Regions from separate parts of the Mus musculus genome. Here all the other regions are linked to region 2. Evidence: chromatin contacts called from public Hi-C data. All regions are on one chromosome and are shown on one strand. Each heading gives the region's core, a stretch centred on a gene start, on an enhancer-like site or on the middle of the called end of the contact. The rest is flanking DNA. Distances are from core to core; before and after follow the strand shown.

What was found. A called contact is a pair of places that touch in the nucleus more often than the background predicts.
Region 1: a Hi-C map of cerebral cortex shows a contact between it and region 2, with 2.4 times the contacts expected there. The contact joins two enhancer-like sites. A contact is called at or near these places in 8 of 39 promoter capture datasets (the 3T3-L1 cell line, the C10 cell line, embryonic stem cells and 3 more), 2 of 15 datasets of contacts at CTCF or cohesin (embryonic stem cells and pro-B cells), 35 of 484 Hi-C or Micro-C datasets (3T3-L1-derived adipocytes, B cells, CD4 T cells and 24 more), 20 of 115 datasets of contacts at active chromatin or transcription factors (the SCID.adh cell line, bone marrow-derived macrophages, effector CD8 T cells and 13 more) and 2 of 9 other capture datasets (adipose tissue and liver).
Region 3: a contact with region 2 is called in a Hi-C map of muscle stem cells, with 4 times the contacts expected there. The contact joins two enhancer-like sites. A contact is called at or near these places in 10 of 39 promoter capture datasets (the C10 cell line, cranial neural crest, embryonic stem cells and 6 more), 1 of 15 datasets of contacts at CTCF or cohesin (embryonic stem cells), 9 of 484 Hi-C or Micro-C datasets (CD8 T cells, bone marrow-derived macrophages, cortical neurons and 6 more), 16 of 115 datasets of contacts at active chromatin or transcription factors (CD8 T cells, the SCID.adh cell line, T-cell acute lymphoblastic leukemia and 10 more) and 4 of 9 other capture datasets (adipose tissue, embryonic stem cells, liver and 1 more).

What each region holds. Positions count from the first base shown.
Region 1 is chr3:101,093,972-101,098,611 of GRCm38.p6, reverse strand. The region is part of intron 1 of Ptgfrn (prostaglandin F2 receptor negative regulator); the gene reads left to right. Among named protein-coding and RNA genes, the nearest start is that of Gm52612, 13 kb to the left of the region's middle. Within about 2 kb of position 1,316, at least 34 of the 459 cell types and tissues checked have an H3K27ac peak or open chromatin away from gene starts, as enhancers often do. A contact at or near this core is called in the SCID.adh cell line, cerebral cortex, embryonic basal ganglia and 2 more, where this site is marked.
Region 2 is chr3:101,298,667-101,303,667 of GRCm38.p6, reverse strand. No RefSeq gene overlaps it. Among named protein-coding and RNA genes, the nearest start is that of Gm32803, 4.6 kb to the right of the region's middle. Within about 2 kb of position 3,182, at least 80 of the 459 cell types and tissues checked have an H3K27ac peak or open chromatin away from gene starts, as enhancers often do. A contact at or near this core is called in CD8 T cells, the SCID.adh cell line, adipose tissue and 6 more, where this site is marked.
Region 3 is chr3:101,044,484-101,049,610 of GRCm38.p6, reverse strand. It overlaps Ptgfrn (prostaglandin F2 receptor negative regulator), which reads left to right. Exons shown (of 9, transcript NM_011197.3): 8 at 3,862-4,167. Among named protein-coding and RNA genes, the nearest start is that of Cd101, 17 kb to the right of the region's middle. Within about 2 kb of position 1,535, at least 107 of the 459 cell types and tissues checked have an H3K27ac peak or open chromatin away from gene starts, as enhancers often do. A contact at or near this core is called in CD8 T cells, adipose tissue, cortical neurons and 2 more, where this site is marked.

The sequences.
Region 1 (4,640 bases), core at 67-2,566, 200 kb after region 2:
ACACACACCACACATATGCACACACATTCACACACACATGCACACACACCACACACATGCACACACATTCATACACACATGCACACACACCACACATATGCACACACATGCATATACACACGGTAAGAAAGTCTCCATCCTTCCTGTGGAATGCCTCTGTTCATCTCTTGGCAGCTTGCATGTAAGACACACCCCTCATAGATTCTCAGTATGTATTGTCCCTTTACTGTCCCCACCCCTTCCTCTCTTTGTGGGGTTGGCATAGCCTCTCCCATCGTACAACAGCATCTGCTACCCCCACTCCACTTCCAAGACTCCTCCTAGTGTTCACAGTGAAGAGAACAGACTTCCTTCACACCAGTGCTTGTTTCCAGCACCTTGTGGCTGGGTTGGTCCCAACCACAGACCGTCTGCTTGTCATCACTGTTGTAGCAGGCAGCCAGCTCTGAGCCACGTCTCAGGGTAGGACAGTGAAGCTGCTGCCTGAAGCCCATGCCACGTCTCACTGTCTGCCTCACTCAAGCCATTATTTATTATCTACCCTGTGCCAGTCATTATTCTAGAACCTGGGGCACATAAGGACATAGACACGGTCCCTTGATTCCATAGCTGACAGGTTTGACATCAGTGGAGAGAGAGTTGGCATCGGAGCCATGCCCAGCGATTGTTAAAGGCTGAAAGTTTAGGAGAGTTCACGGAAGTTGGAGAGCATTCTGCTACTTCAGACAGAGGAGCTTCGGCAGAAAGGCTAAGAAGGCAGGTGTGCTGCTTTGCTCTTTGGTGTCACTGCCAGGGTCACCCCTGGCTCTGTGCATGCCTTTCTAAAGGCTTTAGTGGCATGTCTAAGAGAGAGCCTTTCATTAAGGCGCTGAAGCACTTGGGTACCTGGTTGTTACTACCGCAAAGTGGAGTACTGTGACATCTTGGGAGCTGGGTTGAGAATATGGAGACTGGCCAGGTGTCACTTGCTGTGCTGCTTGCAGCTCATCTCGTTGACTTTGCCAGGTGCCACACTTGCTGCAGACAGGTGCCCTTCACTTTCTGTGAGGAGCTCGGCCAAGAGCTTGGTTGAAAATGTCTCAGTGAGGGACTGTTTCTAAAATTAATGGGATTAAGTACCCGTTAACCCACCAGGGTGAGGAGCCAAAGGTTTATGATGCCTTTGAGATTCTAGGACCTCACGGAGTGAGAAGTGGCCACAGGTACCACGTCATCAAGCTGGGCTGGGGATTTGGTGTGCAGGAAGCCATCTGTCCCTCTAGTCTCACATCCAGTGAGGGAGACTGACAGCCCAGAATGCTCATGGGTGGGCTGGCCCTATGTAGGCACCGGAGGAACACTGTCTGGGTGGGCGCTGTTTCAGCAGTGTGGACTCATTTAAGCTCATTAGGTCCTGAAATTCAGTAGGTTTTGTCTGGCTGAGAGGGGGTGGGTTTTCCAAGCAGATGGAAGAATGCAGGCAAAGAAATACACTGGTTTATAAGAGCTTGTTGGCTGTTTGTTTTATTTTCTGTTTTTTTTTTTTTTTTTTTTTTTTTTTTCTTGAGACAAGGTCTCCCTATGGAAACCAGGCTGGTATTGAAAGCACATGATAAATCCTAATCTGGCCTCACATTTAAGATCCTTTTTTTTTTTTTTATCTCAAGTGCTGGTATTACAGGTGTGTGCCCCCGCCACCCCCCCCCCCTTTCCTGGAAGTTGGCTTTGAATGAATAAAGAAAGCTTGCAGCTGGAGTGCAGGATGACGAGTAAGGGAGAGGGTGTGTTGCAAGCCTTTGAGAAGAGCCACACATGCCATACACGTTGTCCAACACAAAGCCATAAACTTAAAGCATACTATTTGTTTGTTTCTTTGTTTTAAGTAACTTGATCACATGGTTCCCAGATTGGACTTCATTGAGGTCATTCTATATAAAAAGGTGGGGCATGCCTGGCTACATGTAGAGTCTTTACATGGAAAAGGCTGAGTCTTGGGAAAATGTCATCTGATTAAGTCTCTCATGCCATGTGATAGAGTTGAACACAATTGTTTTTGTTTGTTTTTCAGGCTGAGACTTTCCCCGAAATGCTTTAGGTTCCTTTAATTACTTGATGTTTTTCTGGTAGCAGGACCACCCCCTCCCCCATCTGTGCTGTACCAATGCCTGTTTATAGGCCAGTAGGGGGCCTGACAATTCCTATGACTCTACACACAGTGAGTCTACACAAAGAGTTTCTGAATGCAAGGCAGTTTCATTCCTGTCTTATTAATGGCCATCTTTTCTTTAAAAGCCACACAAACTCAGAATCTTCCCATCTGATTCCTTGAATGACAAAGGCTCACACTCTGCTCTTTACTGAGCCTTATCCGGGAAGCTGGGACAGACTCCACTCCACCCCCAGTACCTTTGAACTTCAAGAACAGGTTCTAGGTCCTGCTGGAGGAGGGATGCATGAGTCAGAGGAAGACGAAAGACTGGTTTAAGAAACAGTAATACAGAATCTAACCATGTAGGGAGTCAGGGAGTGTTACCCTGGGTTCGGCTCAGGCATCTTTGTCCCTTTGCAAGTTTAAGCCTGATGCTAGCCTCTTTTCTCTTTAGATGTGTGGCTCAGAGAGAAGCAGGTGTTCACACAGAACTTGGCAGGCAGTGCTGGCCAGTTTGTAGGTGGAGAGGATTGAGCATGGCTGAGTGGCGAGGGATGCTAGGCAGTGCCTGGTCTCCAGCAGCTGTTCATTTTATAGAATGTGCTCAAGTAATCCTTGTGGATGAATAGCTGGTGCCTCAGCCTTGTCTGTGGTCCATGGTCAGAGAGACATTTTAAATCATCTTGTGTTTATTGGGTTATTCTGTCTAGTCAACGGTACAGCTTGCCTCAAGGTGGGTTTTTTTGTTTGTTTGTTTGTTTGTTTGTTTGTTTTTTTGCATCTCCTTAAAAAAAGAAAATTATCATTTGGTCATATGTCATTTTTGGACCTCAGTTTCCTTATTTAATCCTCTCCTGGGTGAGTACTGAATCGTGTGAGCATAGTTTCCAGACTGCAGAGAGCAGTGCTGTAACCATCCAGTGGCTCTTCTGGTTGGTACCAAGTCCTTAAGGGCATAGATTCAGCACTTGGTTTGCTCTGTTAGGTTAAGTTCCAGTAGGGAGGTGGAGCTACTATGAATATTATGGGATAGGAGTTAGGTTTCACACAACTACCATAAGAGCCGAAGAAGTGAGGTTGAAAGGGGAATCAGTTGGTCAGGAGCCAGTCACTGATTGGCCCTCCTGTGCTTGGGTGGGTGGGCAAGCAGTTGGAGTCTCCAGAGACTGTTTTGGGGATCTGAAGGATATCTACCTTATTGTTTACTTCTGTGCTGGCATCCAAGTACCCAGTGGTCTTGGCGGGTGGGGGTGGCGTCATGGAATCCATAAGAGCAACATCTGGCAAGAGACAGGAGACAAAGAGCAAAGACAAGCTGAGCTCAAGGGCTCTTCTGCTCTGTCTCCCCATGCCTTAAACTTGAGGACCACCAGAGCAGAAGGCCCTTGGCTTCCCCCTACCTCCCAAATCTTAGGTGAAGTTCTGTCCTGTCCAACACTAGCCCAGAGTTACAGGGGGAGGATGATTCGGGAGAGTAGTCTGTGCTTAGCTAAGTTGACACACTCTAAGCCCCACAGTTTCACAATGCAGCATTAAAGATTTATGGCTTCAGCCTGCCACAGTCTCTCAGAGGCCCCAGAACTGGAAGCACACTGTCAGGTTGAGTTCAGTTAGCTAACGGTCTAGTGTGTGTGTTCGTTGTGACCTGAGAGTCTGTTCCTTGGTGGTAGAGGCTCTCCATCTCTGACAGTCCTCCGTGCCATCATTGTCTGTGATGCAGGAGGTAATGGTTAGTCGAGGCAGAGAAAGCATTGGCTGGAAAGAACCCGTTAGTTCTCACTCAGGTGGATTCAAGCCTCCTTTCTCCCTTGTGACCCAAGGAACCTCGTGTGAAGGCTAAGGGATTTCTGGATATAAATGGCTACAGAGGACTGCAGGCCTGGGAACTATCACACAAGAACTATCTATTGAGAGAATCAGGTTTCACTCTCTGGACCACCCTTCTTCACCCTGTGACCTGTTAGTTACACCATCCCTTCAGCTACCTGGTGGATATTTCAACCTGTCTGGACCTCACTGGCTGTTCTTAACCTGTGGGTCTCGATCCCTTTGGGGGTTTTGTATCAAATATCCCACATATCAGATATTTACATTATGATCAGAACAGTAGCAAAATTATGGTTATGAAATGACAACAGAATAATTTTATGGTTGGGGTCACCACAACGTGAAGCACTGTGTTAAAGGGTCACAGCGTTAAGAAGGTTGGAGACTACTGCCCTACTGTGTCCTTTGGAAAATGGTTTTCGCTGGCTATTAGCTTCCCAACTCCTTCAACACAGCTGCCACCTCCAGCTCTGACTCTCATTTCCCTTCCCTGTTGTTCAGTAGAGGAGAGGACCCCGGGGTATCCCTTGGCTTCCACATGTGCTCTGGGTACCCACTCTGTGGTGGGGATCATTGTTGAAGCCACTCACCTTCTGTGTTTGTGTTCAGCCGCCCGTTACCTCACCATTTCTCAAAGATGCAGTTGGCATAGTGACCCTGCATAAAGCCTCCTTCACCCCGTGGA
Region 2 (5,001 bases), core at 1,933-4,432:
TTTTCTCCCTTTCTCTTTGCAGACACAAATGTTATTTCTTTCCCTCCAGATCTCCTTCAGTCTTCAGGGAGATCATGTTGATTGTATTTTGCTTCTCATTTAGAAAAAGTCCCCGACTGAATTTTAATTATGTGTGGGTCCCTACTTGCCCAAAAAACACCCAGCCCCAGTCTAGAGTCAAACAAAGTGCTCCAAGTCCCTCTGTAGCAGGGGCAGGCGACTCCTCTGAGTCCCTCTAGTCCCTCCCAGGGGCTTCAGGTCCCTCCAGTCCCTCTGCGGCAGGGGCAGGCAGGCGACTCCTTCCGGTTTACTGCCTGGATGGAAAGCTGAGCCTGGGGCAAGGAGGAAGAAAGGAGGCTGCCTGTCTGATGGCTTCCTTTCAGCTGCTGTGCACAGACTGGGGTGAAACTAATGACAGAAAGATCTAGATGCCCAGCGGGCTCTGCCTGGTAGATAATTAGGTGTTCATCGGCAGTGACGAGGTCACTCAACTTCCCGTTTGTTGGTAGCAGGTCTGAGCATCCATCTGAATGCTGGCCATTTTGCCATCTGTGACTCAAGCCACCACAACCCCAGCACCCCTGTGTATTTTGCCCGTCCCCTCATTTGGCTCCTATCTTCTTCTGTTGTGACCCCATGGCTACTTGTGTATCTCTTTTACCTATCCAAAATTTAATCCCCCTCCTTACTCTTTTGCAACATAAATGAGTTTTGGATTCCATAGTCCCCATGGCTATTAGCCTGGCTACCTGTTATTCTACAAACATCCGTACTCCCATCCCCACTCTTCCTTCAACCCCCATGTGTGACAACCATCAGTTGACACCACATTGGACATCCCCATTAAACACCCCAGGCCAACATGAGCATGGGGTGGCCATTCATCCTCCTCCCTCGATTGACACCTCTGGTTTCTCTCCTCATTATCTCTGCCTCCCTCCCACCCGCCAAACCCACTCGCCACCCCTGTCACCTAGCCTTAGGGAAGCTGACTTTGTCTGTAATCTAGGAACCACAGGTGAGGATCAGACAGAATATAGTCAGCAGGGTTCTATCCTCAAACTATCCTCCTTGGGCCAGGGTGAGCATGTGACAGATTCGGGCCAACCCCACTCAAGAGGGCATTATTGCGGACATCTAGAACAAAAAGCTTCTATTTTGTAAACATAAAACAGCTCTCACCTCAGAAGGAATAAAAGATAATTTGCCAGTCTAATATCTAATATTGGTGACCATGGCCTTGGGACATGGATTCAATCAGACAGTCTTGGACAGTGTGTTCTAATGAATGGAAATGGTTTCATAGTTACCAAAAAAACAACAACAACAACAACAAGCCATAGGTCAATGTTGAACACACTGGTGGAAGTTCAAGGCATATTCTAACAAAACAAGTACGTCTCTGTTCTAGGTTTCAGATGTTGTCTGAGGTCATTCTTATCTTTTGGGCTGGTATATGCTAGCAAACTATTAATTCATTCCAACCTGTGTCACCAATAGTCGAAGGATGTGAGGCCAGAGGTGAGCACTGAATAACTATTAAATGGACTGAAGATAGCCCAATATAAATTAGTCCTGGATCTGTAACATTGCAACTCACCACAATCTCGGGCTTCTAGTCAATTTATCAGCCATATAGAATCCGTTACACAGGTGTGGCTGCCCCACTCTACCCTCCCCAGGAACTTCAGGTCGCATTAGTCTTCTGAGAGAACTTCCAGACAGGTCTGAGCTGACAGTAGACATCTTTAGCACCATATGTGAAGAGCTGAAAATGAAGTCAGAGTAGAATACCAATAGACACGGGAGAACAGAGCTTTGATCTTACCGCCTCCACTCATGTCATGCTTGAGCCCCACCCCTGCATCTCATCCACAGGCTAATCAGGCCAGCACCACCTCTGACCCCAAGCTCTCCCTACATCTGACCTCACCCTCCTAATCCTCCCACTCAAACCCCATAGTAACCTGCATAGGGGTCTCTCTGCCTCTGCCAAGTCAGGCTTGAAAACCTGAAGTCACAGGAGACAGCTACTCTCCTCAGAACCCTAAAGACACTGCAAGAGCAGTACCCCAATCCTCAGCACCTGGCTGCTCCCCTCTGAGCAACTCTCCTAATTCTGCATCCTGTCAGCTCGCTCCATCCCCACTGGCCTCTTAGCTCCTGCCTCAGGACCTTTGCACATGCCATTCTGTCTCTCAGCCATGGTCTCCCACAAGTGGCAGTATGGCTGGCTCCCATTTGCCACATAGGCTTCAGGTGAGCCATTGAGACCATGTCTGCCTAACATGGAACCCTCTTGCCACTCCAACCCTTGGCTTTGCTTCGTCTCTCTAGAACACCTTACCATTACCTGACAGACTCATATTTACATCTGTGTGGCTATACCCACTCATCAGCACCCTTAGAACGTGTGGGCTCGTCTTCTTTGCTAATGAATATAGAAACTTCTAGAACACCTCCTGGCACCAGGCAGGCTCTCAGTAAAGCACCATCAATTGATTGGTTGGGTGAATTAAAGGCTCTTGTCCTTAGTTTGAGTGAGGCATTTTAAACTGGGTTCCTGCCACAGGCAGACAAAAGCATTCCAGTACAGAATTCAGTTAAGATTTGCTTTAAACGTGGGCAGATGAACAGCTTAGCTTTGGCTGGGTTTAAGTGACATCTCCATAGCAGACGCGAGTGCACCTGCCCGGCTGAGTCCCAAGATTCTTATATATCCCTGTTCTCCTTGGATCCTCATGTAGTTTTGCAAGACACACGCGGTCCATGCTGCCTGCCCCTCACGTGACAGGGAACGTGAGTGTGGTCTGGCTAAACAGCAGAGCCCCTGTTGCTTTGTCCCCAGCCCACAGTTCTGTTTCTGCATTTCTATCCACAGTCTCACGGCTTCACCATGTGGCTCTCCCCAACAGCCCGAGGGGAACACAATGAAACCCTGTCGCTTGCAGTCTCTATTTATCTGGCATTTCCAATCCCCTCTCCTCGGAAAGCCAATAACATTCTGAATTTTTCCCACAAGAGATTGTGGGCTCTTTGGGAAGGAGAAAAACAAGCAGATGGTTCTCAGGAAACCGGATCTGTGCTGTGAGATCAAAATTTCCCCTTCTGTAAACCAGCCCTTTGCAGAACGTTCTTCAAACCGCGGACAACAGACCTTCATGTGCTCCAGCCTTAAGTGGCCACGGTATGCGGCAGACTCCTCTGCCAGCCCCTCGCTCCCAGCCAGAGCAGCTTGCCCTTCCTCAGCTAGTCCCCACAGGCCAAATTAGCTCTTGTTTAAGTTCCCTCCCCTTGCCAGCCCCCAGCGGACATGCGCAGGCTTATCTGTTTTCACACGTAATGGATCGAACAGCAGGGGCTTCTTGCTGGAAACTGTTTTCTAGGCTGCAAAAGGCTACAGAAAACCACGAAGCTGCTAACACAGTTCAGAACTTACTAATACACACTTGGCAGGAGCTGGCACAGGATACTGCCCCATGACCATGGAGAGGGACAGATGACAGCTCTCGGTGGTGGTAGTTTTAGGATTGGACCCCTTATCCGGGGACTTTCTGTATTGCTAGTTCTTTTTGATGAGGCTCAGAGATGCACAAGTGGCTTCTACATGAGGTCACAATGTCAAATACTATTGGGGCTCCCTACTGATTCCAAACTAGGATCTACAATAGACCTAAGTCCCATTTTTCTGGTGTTTGTTTGGGAAATCAGGATAATCTATTAAGGAGTAGCTTATGCTGCTTCGTAACCATAAACGATGAAACGGTTTTGTGGACTTTTAGCCACCCCACAGAATGCATCTTTGTAATGGGGAAAAAGGTTGTGTCTGTGCCCACAGTCATAAATCTGCTGTACTGAGCTGAGGCTCAGCTAGAGGTCATGGTCCCTTGCCCCTTGGCTCCGATGCCTTAACCATTGGTAACAGCCTGGTCTCTCTTGAGAGAAAAACAAACCTCAGCACTCAGCCTTGGTCTCAGTATGCCTTCATTTCTGTGGTCTTATTTTATATTGAGTGGTGGAATCCTCCGACTTTTATCCAGGCTGTCTTATTTGTTTGCTAATTTATTCACTTGTCGTTACAGGATTTCTGTAAGACTTGGGGGAATTTCACAGAAAGGAGAACTTAGAGCCCTCCTAGAGACAGGGTGGATGCAAGGTGGGGCTCCCAGGGGTGCAGAGAGACTCAGGGGTTCCCTGGCTTTCCCTTCTTAAGAGGATTTTGAAAGAGCTGAGAACAGAAGCCACCTGCATTATCTGATAACGGGTGTGTAATGGGTAGACGAGAGAAAACAGATGGGAAAGCGCAACTCAAATGGTGGAATGACAGGGGCAGGGCGGCTCGTTTGGTAAAACTCTTGCCCTGTAAGTATAAAGACCTGAGTTTGGTCCTCAGAACCTGGGTGGAAACACTGGTTGTTAATGTGCACTTAATGTCCTGCTCCAGGGAGGGGAGGGGAGGCCTGAGTCTGGCTGGCCAGCAGACTAACTTACTTAAGGAGCTCCGGGTAACGTAGAGACTTTGTTTTAAAGTAGGTAGATGGCTTTCCGGAGGATGGATTCCTAAGAGTTCTCTGGCTTGCACATGTGCATTTAAAACAACCCCCACCTACCCTGTGTGTACACGTGTGTGCATGCACGAGCACACACACACACACACACACACGCACACACACACACACACACACACACGAATCCAGTAGAAGCCAGATGTTTGTTTCTTAGACTGTATAAAAACATGGGATTATAAAAAGCATGAGTTCAGGGAAAGTGTGACTCCAAATCAAACAAGAGGCACGGACATGGTGGATCAAGACTAGAGAAGCAACCCCGAGGACATTGGGCCTCAAGGGGCTGGGGAGAGCACTAGGAACACTGGGTGCTTTTTAGAGGACCTGGGTTTTTTTCCCAGCACCCACATGGTGGCTTATAACAATCTGTAATTCCATTCCATTATCATAGCAGGAATGGAGGGAGGTATACCAGATAGCCCATACCAGACAA
Region 3 (5,127 bases), core at 286-2,785, 250 kb after region 2:
GATAACTGTAGCTTGTGTCCCGCTGACAAAAGACTAGCCAGCCCATCACTTTCCCTGACTCATTGCTGGCTTGGCTCTGTGAGGCTGTGTATCTGCTGGGAGATTTGAAACACTTTTCAGGACGGTCGGTCAGTAGATCTCTTCCTGGCTTGTTGTGGCCTGGTTAGAAACCCACTCACAGATCCCTCTTCCTGCTCCGTGTCATTCATCCCTTCGGTACACAGACAGAGCAGTTAAAGATGTTGGGGATAGAGCTACGGACGTGCTCAAGATCTACCCCCGAGAGCTTGCACCCGAGGCGGAATACAGAAGTGATGTCATTTATAACTTTTAGGATATCTTTGTAAAGCCTTTCCCATTCTACTGAAGAGGGAACCTTGTGCACACCCGGCCTGTCCCAAGCCATGTCCCCAGTTCTGTGAATCTTCTCTTTACCGAAAAGATTAGCCTTGCCAACAGATGCCTCAGAATCCTGGGCCCATCCCTCATGCATTCTCTGCTTGGTGCCTTAAGCAAGATGACATCCCTCTCTTATTGGCTCCTCTGGTCTTAAAGGCCTTAGGGTGTTGTCCCTGTTGCTGAGCAGGACTTTACCCACCTTTGCCTTTCCCCAACGATTCTGTGAAGAGCCTAGCTTGCTGAGGCCTGCCCTTCTCCCTTCCACCACCCACTGTGACCCTGACACTGCCCAACCCCACCCCATTCCTAGCAAAGTCATACACAAAGCTAGCCAAATTCTGTGAGTTCTCATGTGTTTCTGTGTGTAGACCTCTGGAAGCATGGCCCCAGAAGCAGGCAGCAGGTTGTTCTGTATGAAGGGACAGTGCTAATAACCAAAGATGGGGGACCCTGCAGACCTCACCGGCATCTGGGGGTAAACTACGGGGTAGCCATTATGATGGGAGTGGCTCCCTGGTTCCTTTAGGGCTTCTGTACAGCATGTGAGGCATGAGACGTCATGTAAAGTCGGGCTCTGAAGAGAGCAACTGCTGCTGTACCAAAGCTGCGAGGCGCAGAGGCACAAAGGTACCTTTGAACGTAGAAATGAAGGAAAAGGCAGGAAAGACTGCCAGGGAAAGGCAAGCAAAAACTCCTTAAAAGTTTGCATAGTGCAGTGCTGTTTGAAAGCTCATTTGTGATATACAGATATTAAACCCTCCAAATGCTCTTTCTCAGCAAATTAATAGGTCGCCAGTTGTGCCTTTCATGTAAACCTCTTTTCTCTGATGTAATTGCAAAAGCTATAGGTAGCTGGTATCTTGCAAATCACAATTTTCCAGAACTTTGCACTCTTGCTCTGTGTGGGTGGAAGATTCTGAATAATTAAACACAAATCGTAATTTCTTTCTTTTTCTTTTTTCTTTCTTTTTTTTTTTTTCTCTTTTCATTCATCCCATGGCTCTGAGAGGGAATTCTCAGTGGGAAAGTTGCATAAGTGGGCTGAGAGCCAAGGCACTGTTGTGTCACAGCAGGGTGGGAGCGGCCAAGCGTGGGTGGCACCATGGTCTGAAGCAGAGCAGAGGCAGTGTGAGTCATGGGGGGGAGGGGGGTCTCCAGAGTGTGCTGTGGGGGTGCAAGAGAATGGGGCCCAGTCACTATGCTCGGAGTACTTGGTGCCGAGGGCAGCTAAGGAGCTGGACTTTCCTGTCCTTGCTGCTCAGCCATTGCTCAGAGGCGGAGTGGCTGAGCGTTAAGGGTGTTCCGTAGCCTCTGTGAGGCATTTCACCCAGGTGAGGTGACTTCCGTGTTCTGGAAATGGTCCAGTCGGAACACATCAGCGTCTAGTACCTAACCAGGGTATGTGGTGAGATGGGTGACTCAGTACAGCAGATGCCCACAGGAGGGGCCCATATCCTTGACAAGTACCTCCCACACTTCCTTCTAGCGGCATCTACCTGTCAGCCACGTGTGGAGATGGTGGTGTGTAGCTTTATCACTATCGCTTTTATTATCACTAGTTCCCACTGGGTCCTTCTCGGGGAAACATGTCCATGCTGAGCTTGTAGCCACATGAACCTTTGAACAGAAGTCCTAAAGGAGCCAGGCACCCACCCCAATGTAATGGCTACCCAGTACTTTGCACCCAGATGCTGGGGAGGCCTGCAGGGTCTCTGGTTATTAGCACTGCCCCTTCACACAGGACAAAACCTTCCTGCCTGTCCCCCGGGCCGGGCTTCCAGGAGCCACATACAGAAACACGTGGGCTGGGAGTGGTTCTTGGCAGTCAGTGTTCGCCCACGCTGTTAGTTGGATTTTTTTTTTTTAAGTTTTTAAAGTGTATGTGTGTTTGTCTATGTGTGTCTGTACACTGTCTGTCTGTCTGTCTGTCTGTCTGTCTGTCTGTCTGTCTGTCTGACTGTGGAGGCCAGAAGAGGATAAGAGATCCCTTGGAATTGGAGCTATAAGCAGTTGTGAGCTACCTGACATGAGTGCTGAGAACTGAACCCAGGTTCTGTGAAGAGCAGTGAATGCTCTTAACCACTGAGCTATCTCTCCAGAGCCCTGTTAATTTGCATTGTGCAATAAACTAACATGGCTTGTTCAGGTCATGTGGCCAGTAGGTACTGGGATTCTGGCCCAGGCTAGCCACCTTAGCATCCTATGATGCACAAGAGAATGACGTAATGGCAGCACCTCTATGCTTTATCATTGGTAGCCACTCTAGACTCCCTGAGTTTCCCTGGGTAGCAGAGCCCACTCCGCCCTGGCACTGAGGGGGAATAGGCAGTCCACAGCACCTTCTGCATTCCCACCAAGCTGGTCTCAGAGACTTACCTGCTGAGAATTGTTTATGCTGAGGGGCCCCTGGGGCAGGTGGAGGAGAGAGGGGATCTGCTTTAGTAGTGGAGTTATCATTGGGACCTGTTTGGAAATGCCCACTTTGAGTTGAGCTCCCTTCTGTCTTACATGGGTCTGGATGACATCTGTTTGCCTTAGAATGTGTTTTTGAAGTTATTAATGTACTTTGCCTGAATGAATAACTATTGTTTTTTTGTTGTCCAGCAAAAGCTGACATATAAAAGGTCCCGGGCCAGGGTTGTAGCTCCAATAGAACACTTGCCCAGCACGGCACTGGGTTCAGTCCTCGGTGTTTTTTTTGAAAAAGGAATTTTGCCAAGCAGGTTTAAGATGTGACTGTGTTTCTGGTCCACAGTCCCCACATGCCTTCTGGATGAAACCTGAAGCTCAGTAGCTGGCTTGGGTTGGTCCAGTCAGGGTGGGGATGAGGGTCTGGGTTTAGCATGTGGCCTCAGTTTCCACATTGTGTAAATTAATCCTGTACCATCCTCTTTCTCTTCTGCCCGTTGTCGTTTATTTGAGGCTGTTAGAACCTCAGTTTCACAGAGAACTTCATGATCCACTAGCTTTACTCTCTGGGACTATTAACTGTGTTCAGTTTTCTCAGCTTGATTTTCTTTTTTTTTACCCCTCTTATTTTGAACTTAAATACTTCTACAAGGGGGAAGAAAAAAATAAAACAGCACAAACCACAGTGAACAATAAAATCCAAGCTGTCTACAACTTCAAATCTGGTACAATTTATTTTATGTGCGGTCTTTGGTTCTTCTGCGTGAAGTGCTCGGGGACCCTGCACGCCATGCCCAGCCTTCACACACAGGGCTGTCTGTGGCCCCAGATCTTCTTTCTGTGGTTCTTTAGGGTGGGAGTGGTCAGGCTAGACACACTACTATCTGTAGCTGTGTGACCTTGGCACAGGGGAGGCTGTGATATCATCACAGGCTGCTTGGAGGTTCGTACAGAACAGACCTGGCCAGGAGCGTGTAAGGGTTGCACACACAGGAGCGTGTACATCGTTTCTGCTCACACTCTGACCTCAGCATTTGGCTCCGTAATCCACAGATGACATGGCCTTCGATGTATCCTGGTTTGCGGTACACTCTTTTGGCTTGGACAAGGCTCCCGTCCTCCTCTCCTCCTTGGACCGGAAGGGAGTCGTGACGACAGGCCAGAGGGACTGGAAGAGTACTGTCAGCCTGGAGCGAGTGAGCGTGCTGGAATTCTTGCTGCAAGTGCATGGCTCTGAGGACCAGGACTTTGGCAACTACTACTGTTCTGTGACTCCCTGGGTGAGGTCACCGACAGGTTCCTGGCAGAGGGAAGCCGAGATCCACTCCAGGCCCATCTTTATAACTGTGAAGATGGACGGTGAGCTCTCCCGCTCTGGGTATCTAAGTATCTTCCCGAGTTGTACTGCAGCACATACATTCAGGCTTCTAGAGTTTGGTCCACCTTGTGTTTCCTCTAGGGCCTGGCTCAGGCCAAAGCGGTTTTGCAAGTTGCTGCCTTTGCAGTCCTGGCCTGGTAACACCACTGGGGAAGGACTTTTAGGAGCCTTGGCTCCTCTGTGATTCAGTGGAAGCCCACTTCCCCATATCCTAAGGTGGACATGGCTTCTGAGATGTGGGGGCAGAGAGGTCTCCAGGTGAGGCTGTGGATTAAAGACTGACAGTTCTTGCTTACCTGCTGTTTCTGAGATGTGGTCTCATAAGTCCCAGGGTTGCCTCAGATCCACTGTCTAGCCCAAGGCTGACCTTAAACTCCTGATATTCTCACCTCTACCTCCCATCACCTATTGTTTTATTTCTTGGAAAAGGAAGGCTTCCCGTAGCCTCTAGCAGAGTGGAGACCTCTTGGAACCCTACAGTAGTGTAGTAGAGTGTCTCTACTGACACATACCAAACCTGCCCCACCCAGACCAGCCTAACTAGTCAGACCTCTGTCCCCTACCCCCAGCACCACCCCCACGCCTCCCTGAGCTGGTCCCTAAGAAATGAGTCTGCCCCATGAAAGCTTCCGAGTGCTCGGCTGCTCAGAACAACTGTGTGGAGAGAATGAAGTCCACATGCTTAAGGGTGAGAAGCTTTGTCCGAGGGGGTTTCCCTAGCGGCCATGCAGTCTGAGGAGAGGGACCTTTGAACTCCAGCTCCTCCTTGCTTCGTTTTCCTGTCGGGTGACTTTTTCTGAGGCGTCTACTTATAGTTGTCCCAGATGAGGAGGTCTGTGACTGACCAGAAAAACAATTCCACCCAAGTCCAGTTTGGTGAGCCCGTGAGTGTATAGCATGACGGGCGGATGGGTAGAATCCAGGCAGCGAGAAGACTCCCC